2 separate regions of the Sus scrofa genome follow, and region 1 is linked to region 2. A link is a contact called in public Hi-C data. All regions are on one chromosome and are shown on one strand. The core of a region is the stretch at or near the end of the contact, and the rest is flanking DNA. Distances in the headings are between cores, read along the strand shown.

Region 1 (3,798 bases), core at 256-2,755, 140 kb before region 2:
GCTATAAATAAGCATTTGGGAAAATAATTTCTTCAGTGGGTGCCTGAGTTTACAGTCCTCAATATAGTGATAGCTGATTCCATTTAGAGAAAGTTTATATTAAACCTAGGGACCCAAATGTGTATAATGGTTTAGGTTTCACATTATCTCCACATACTGTTTGTTGATGGTGGGTTTCAAACATGCTAATGGCTTCTTATTACTACGTTGGTGACTTCAAACTGATGTTTCCAGGTCTGATAGTTCTTAAACTCCTCTTCTATAAGAACAACAGACACTGGGCAAATTCTCTTTGGATACACTGAAAGCATTTTCCATGTGCAGGTCAATATGAACTTCTTGGGATTTGTTTACTTGTTTCATTTTTTCCCCTCTTCCCCACCAAATGCTTTTTCCTGATATGTTCACTCAATCACTGTTGGATCGGATGAACTACTTGAGCCGGAAACATTGGAACAACTTTTGATTCTTTTCTTTATGGCCCCATATTCAGTCTCCAAGTCCTGCTACTTGCAGGGCAGCCTCTCTCTGATCTACCTATTTATCTGCCCCTCCATCCCTCTAATTCCCTTTTCTTCAAGAGGGATGCCATTGACATTTGGGGCTGTTGTAGGCTGAATTGTATCCCCTCAAATAAAATGTCTAGGCTCTAACCCCTTCATACCTCAGAATGTGACCTTACTTGGGAAGAGGGTCATTGCAGAGGTGAGTTTAGAGGTGGTTGTACTGGAATAGAGTGGACCCTTGGCCCAATATGGTGCCCTTACCTGTGAAGACATAGATTCAAGAAGCGAAGATGGAGGAAAAGTTGGATTTATGCTGCCGCTAGCCAAGGGATGCCCGGGGCCACCAGAGGCTGAAAGAGGCAAGAAAAACCTGTCCTCTTCCACCTTCCCTCCTCCCATCCCCAGAACCTTCAGAGAGAGCGTGGCTCTGCCAACAGCTTGATTGAGAACTTGTAGCCTCCAGAACTCTGAGAGAACACATTTTGTTGTTGTTGTTGGAGATCACCCAGATTGTGGTTCAGACAGCCTGGGGAACTCATACACGGGGCAAGAGGGTTCCTCCTTTTAGGACTCCCAAGCATGTATCAGGAAGGGGGGCGCCTTTGCCAATTTCACGTCACCATGACAACAAAGAACAGCCACTCCCATATTCTATAAGTGCGGCAGTTCTGCTCTTCATTGAGCATCCCTGGTGGGCCATCTAAGTTGTACCCTTTTTTCCCCTCTTCGTGGGACCCTCCCCATACGTTTTCACCCTGCAGCCAGAGCAGCATTTCTAAAAGACAAGCACGGTATCCCTCTCTAGCTCCCTCACCTAAAACACTTCGTGGGCTCTTGGTGGTGATAGAATAGAGTCCAGATGCCTTAATGTAGCTCACGCTGACCACGCGCTGTTATAAGCCGTCTTCTTCTCTCTGCCCAACTTCAGGCTCCATCACCGTCTTCACTTAGTCTTTCTCCACCCAACTCGGCTCATGTTCAGTTTTAGAGACAGAACTTTGTTCTTTGGAGGATGACCTTGGGGCGGGACACCCTCCCAGCTTTCCTGCTCGCCCTCTCACTCTCTCTGTCTAATTCCTCTTCGCTTCGCTTTGCACATGTTTGCGTTTTGCAAACATTCCTAAGGACTCCTCTTCACTGCAGAAGAGAGTTTAAGCATGCATCCCATGCTTTTTTTTTTTTTTTTTTTCCAAAGCAATTTGGGTCTTTTAGGATTATTATTGTTACACTGATGGATCCTAGAAATCTCGTTTGACTTCAGGTCTCCGTAAGGACTGGGCAGGGTAGGGGGATGGATGTGTGTCGGATGAAATGTGGCTGAAGTTCAGAGAAATAGGTTTCATTTAATAGCTGAATAGCAGATGACCTCACCATTCTTCTCACCCTCTGGCAGCTCACCCCGCAGGCGATAGAGAAGCCGCCTGGCCTGCTTGAACGGGGGAGTCGCTGCTGGCCTCAATGTGATTTTGCAATGATCTGTGTGCTCTATGGCTTCTTTCATAACCAACAAATCAATTCCTACTATACGTATTACACACCCCAGTGGCAGAGGCCATTTATTATCCTTCTGATGGTCATACTCTTTGTACATAACCAAGAAAGATTACCGAGGGAGGAAAGAACGGTTGAAATGTGGATGAAGATAACATACCAGGGCACTGTGTGTCATGGTGTGCCTTGCGTGTACACAAGAATTTAAAAAAAGATGCTTTCTTCCAGGACAATTTGGAAAACTGGGTGCAGCATTTCCTTTCCAGTGAAATCTATTTTAAGAATAGAGAGAGAGCCGTGGGCACAGGTCTGTATCAGTGCACGTTTAGATTTCAGTGCAAGTTCAAAACGATTAAAAGAGAAGGCCAGATGCTGTTATATTTTCTTGTCCTATGGGGCTTGTTTATACGGCTATACTTGAACCAGCTTTGTTCAACTAATGAGCTTTTTTTTTTTTCCCCACTTTTTTAGGGCTGCACCCACAGCATATGGAGGTTCCCAGGCCAGGGGTTGAATCGGAGCTATAGCTGCCGGCCACAGCAATGCCAGATCCTTAACCCGCTGAGCAAGGCCAGGGATAGAACCCGAAACCTCATGGTTACTAGTCAGATTCATTTCCACTGTTTTTTTTTTTTTTTTTTTTTTTTTTTTTTTTTTTTTTTTTTCCATAGGTCTAATCGACTGTCCCACCTACGCAGCCACAGCACGCGATCACCGCTCCCCCCACAGCTCACCGCACCCGATCGTTAACCCACTGAGCAAGGGCAGGGACCGAACCCGCAATCTCATGGTTCCTAGTCGGATTCGTTAACCACTGCGCCACGACGGGAACTCCTAATGAGCTTTTTGATGCATCCTTTTATTTGGCATCATCTAGCATCAACTGATGCTTTCATTAATTTCTAACTTTGCAGTATATTATTTTTTAAACTCTAACTTATCGATCCAATGTTTTTCCTGATTTTTTAAGTCCAGATGCATTAGTTACCTTTGTTAAACAAATGAATAGAAACAAATATTGAATTGTGTTGACTAGGTACAAGAAAATTGAATATTTTGAGTTAGATATAAGTTGTAGACAGTGAAATCTTCGTGCTATTTGTCCTCAATCAAATGACCCAAACAAATATCTGAATGTGGGTGGGAAATATTTTATCAGTGAAACTGATGATAAAAGAATGATTTAATAGTGGGCTTTGTGCATAAATATTTAAACTGCTGAGTCATTTTATGTCAATAGATGAAAAGAACAGTGGAACTTTCCAAAGGTCAAAGAAACTTTCGAAAGTTTCCAGTTTTTTGCAAACAACACAATGCTAAATCTGTATTTGATTTCGTCTTCTCTTTGAAGAGGCGAAATAGTGACAGGATAATTAACTGAAGAGGAGATCATGCACGAATATTTTCCTTTGGCCATGTAGAAAGTCCTGGGTTTCATTTCACACGAGGGGCAATGGAGTGGGGTATTCTGGAATCCTTCTACAAGAGCGTCCATCTCCTGACTCTTTTACCGTTGGTAAACTGAAGCCTCTAGGGGATCGGTTTCCTGTTTAACTATCCCTCGTTTGAGTAATTGAAAAGCATGCTTAGTACAAAGACTGCACGTAGTTTTCAGTTGGATGACACTCTACACAAGGACAACGAAAAAAAAAACTGTCACTGTCAAGGTCAGCGCCTTATTAGTCCTGTGTGGACCGAAAGGCTAAAGTTATAGATTTGGAATTTTAAAAGGAACAATAGGTTTTCTTTTACTGTCTGTTGTTAGTTTTTTGGTTTTTCTTCCTTCCTCCCCCACAAAGAC
Region 2 (3,773 bases), core at 605-3,104:
CCATGTCTCGGTTTGAAGCTTACTGCGGAAAAGTGACCAAGAAGGTAAAATTACACAGTTACCATGTCCTTCTGAATTCAAAGAGAGTTACTTTCTATTCTGACATCTGTTACATCAATACCATAATAGAGCTTCTTTAAAAGTACTTTGAGCCAATATCTATTTTACGTTAAGGGAGATGCATTTCTCAGGGAGCCCTAAAAAAGCCTTGCCCATTTGAGTCATGGGATTAAAGAAGAAATCCCAGACACAGGAGTGCTAAATCTTTATTGAGGATGATGGTCCAAAAAAAGGGATTGAAAATAATAACTAATACTCATTGAGTGCCTGCCTTAGGCAGTCCCTGTTCTAACTCCTTGATACATATTAGTATTTTCAACTCTCACAACCACATTGCGGGGTATGTGTCGTTATAATTCTCATATTCCAGATGAGGAAACTGGGGCACAGAAAGTTTAAATAGTTTGCCCAACATTGCATATCCAGGAAGTGCCTGAGCCATGTTTGAACTTGGGTCATATGCCTCTAAAGCCCAGCTGCCACCCCACTGCCACCCCTCTGTCACCATCAGCACACTGACTGCCCTCTGTCCAGGAGCTATACAGCAAGGCAAAAACTGCCTGCTTCTCATAGTCATTGGGTCCTTTAGATGGGAGTAATTTTCTCTCCAGAGATGTTGACTCAAGGGAAAAATTTTAACAGAGGCAAGTAGGGCTTGGATTCAATTTCTTTTATCTGCAGGAATGTGATCTAGTGCCCTCTAGAGGGGAAAAAGAGGAGATTATGGACGATATAGAGTTTTTTAAATATAAGCTGGGCAAATGCAATAAGAAACTATAAACACAGGATCTCCCCCACCCCTTAACGTTACTCATCTTCCTCTAGCGTGGAAAGGATAATGTGTTCTGAATGTTGTGGAAATGAACTGCAGCCAACACGATAATATTAAAATAAAGAACATTAGAAAATACATAGTAAAATATTAAAGTGTCAAAAATAATTATTTAGGTAGTCCAATTTCACAGCTGTATGATTTGAAGACACCAAAAATTACCTTAAGCATGCTTGAATAAAAGAGAAGGCAATTAGTGAAAAATCCATTGTTCTTTCGCAGGGAGCCTTGGCGTCCCTCCAGTCAACATGAAGTCGGGTCATCAACACAGGGCATCGAAATGCATCCCAAACACCACAAACCTGTCCTGGTTTTGAAAAAATCTGACCTCTCTAGAAACCAGTGTTTTGTGGTTGCTGACAATGAAGAGATTTTTAAAGTCTAAGGCAGAAAAAAGGGTATCACTAATATTTTAGATAATTAGTACTCATTAAATACTTGATAAATGAGTGAGCGAATTCTGGTTCTAGTTATACTATAAAGGTCAACTACTCTTTAGTTCTTTTTTTATGTATTGTCTACCTTCTCACCCATCTTTTGTTGTACTAATGAAATGAAGATATATCCATCATGATGTAACTGTGAGCTGGGGGGATCTAAATTACCTTATCTGGCACCATTCCAATATACTATAAATGAGGTAATTGTCCTTGACTATAAAATTTGCATTTTCAAGACTTAATTGCTATCATTACATCTTTTTGTAATTCTATTAATTTAACTGAATGGAGCGTTTGGGTTTTATGGTTAAAAATTTGCATTAAAACATTGTACATCTAAATAGAAGTTTAATATTTTTGATCAAAAGCTCTGTACAGTTATCCCAGAGGAGCTAAATAATTTCTCAAGAAAAAGTAGGAAGCTGTCAACCAGCAGGTTTTACCTTCAGGGCTCATAACAGACCTTCAAGTCACCTGGCAAACGCTGCATCCTAGGGTTGGAGAACTGGCTGAGGCCGTGTCCTGGAGTCCTCCTGGTCAATCATTAACGGGAAGTCTATTAGCCACAGCCAAGCCATGCATGGGTGCTCTTCCTACGATCGTCTTGGTGTTTGAGGTCCTCTCCTGAATGAATGGGTCACCCCTTAGTGTCCACTCGTGTTTGGGTTCTGTTAGAACGTCCTCTTTTGACTGCCCGCTCCCCTCCAAGTGCCCTCTTAACAGTCACACGTCTGATCTTCCATCGCACGGTCTAGTTAGGAAAATGTGAAAATTGTCATGCCTACTGACGGGAAGGTGCGATTGAGACAACTTTCCACCTTAGCCTTTGAAATCTGTTTGGTCACCATACAACCTTGCAGCAATTTCTAAATAAATCTGAATGTGAATGCAGAGTCTTCCTAGCCCATTAACCAAAGCACTTTCTTAAGTAAAGTTACCTGTAACTGTAGTTATTAAACTTGACTTTTTACTTAACAATTCTCTAACCTTTTAGAATCCTGAAGGCAGCCAGTTCTGAATTTCAGGACTCCAGAGGTTGGTTGAGATCAGAAGAGGACAGGTGGGAAATTTCACAACAACGTTTGAAAGTTCTTGGGTTGCAGGGAGTTTTCCTCTCTCCAGTAGCTGCAAGGATGAGATTCTCACACACCTCAGTTTACCCTTTCATTGTCACCCTGGAAAGAGGACACATACTTGCAGAGAGTGGACCAGGAAATGTCATGAGAGACAGCAAGAACCTTAGGCAGACTCCATGCGAAGGGTTTTGAAGACGAGGAACTGAAGCCCAGAAAAGCTCTGAGAACTGACCACAGAGTTAGATTTAGTCAGTGGCGCGGACAGATCTAAAAGTCAACATTCTTGATTCCGTATGTACTTCCTCTCTGATGCCCAAAGCTCTTTGCCCGAGGAAAAGCACTGCAGACCACAAAGGGAGCAGTGGACCTAGGAAGGTATCCTGAGACGTCGCTGACACCACCCTGGACACCAGAGTTAGCTCCTCATTGAACAATCTTTCTACCCCATGAGTCTTTCTCTAACCATCCCCAGACCCAACTCCTGAAGCCCAATGAATGGAAGGGCGTGTGTCTAGCCAACCAGGAAGCTCTTGCGTGTCACCTAGGTTTCTTTATCCACCAAACTGACACCCCCACAGATTCTTCACATGACATCACTTTAAATTCATTCAGAGGCACTGAAGGCAGCAACTCCCACCTCAAAATAAATTCAAGATATGCTCACAGGAAACAGAGGGATCTATTGTACTACTGAACACACTGTGATGAATCTACGTTGCAGTGGCATCAGGCGAGTCACATATGAAAGCATTAACACGACCTCAATCAGCATATACAAACCATGTAGCTGCCGGGTTGTGTAATTCAACCCATCATTTCAATTATATAACCCATTTGACCAATGTTAATGAAATCGGTCAAATATTAATCTCGACAACAAGGATATTTCTTGTTCAAACAGTAAGCAAATGTTCTTCTCTCAGCCTTTTGCCCCAAACCCTCCCCCACAAGGCAATTAGTCATCGTTTCATATGCCCTGTGCCTTGTGTCCCGAATGCACTGGAGGTATTTTCGAGTTTGCCCATTTAGAAAAATGGGCAGGTAAGGATCATAAATTTATTACTATCTTGGGCCAAATGAAAAGACTTTGTGCGAACTTTGCGTCTCCTCCTCCTTCATTTACTGAACACCTCAACCCATAGAAGCCAAGTCAACTTAATAAACATTTATTGAGCTTCTACTATATTCTAGGCACTATGTGCTGGGATCTTGGAAATGAATAAAGCATCCCTCTTCACCCGAGGGATACATTTTCCTCATCTGAATAGCTAGAGGTATTATCATCTATCTCTTTCTATGCTACTTTGAGGGGTTGTGTTTGTTTTATTAATTATAGTCCAACTCTCTAGTTATTTTCCTAAGGAA

Evidence for each region. Hi-C and Micro-C count contacts between places; a contact is called where the count stands out from the background.
Region 1: a Hi-C map of liver shows a contact between it and region 2, with 10 times the contacts expected there. The contact joins two enhancer-like sites. A contact is called at or near these places in 1 of 5 promoter capture datasets (liver) and 5 of 47 Hi-C or Micro-C datasets (liver and skeletal muscle).

Annotation. Positions count from the first base shown.
Region 1 is chr7:6,679,493-6,683,290 of Sscrofa11.1, reverse strand. No RefSeq gene overlaps it. Among named protein-coding and RNA genes, the nearest start is that of MIR9802, 290 kb to the right of the region's middle. Within about 2 kb of position 1,505, at least 3 of the 83 cell types and tissues checked have an H3K27ac peak or open chromatin away from gene starts, as enhancers often do. A contact at or near this core is called in liver, where this site is marked.
Region 2 is chr7:6,535,577-6,539,349 of Sscrofa11.1, reverse strand. No RefSeq gene overlaps it. Among named protein-coding and RNA genes, the nearest start is that of MIR9802, 140 kb to the right of the region's middle. Within about 2 kb of position 1,854, at least 2 of the 83 cell types and tissues checked have an H3K27ac peak or open chromatin away from gene starts, as enhancers often do. A contact at or near this core is called in liver, where this site is marked.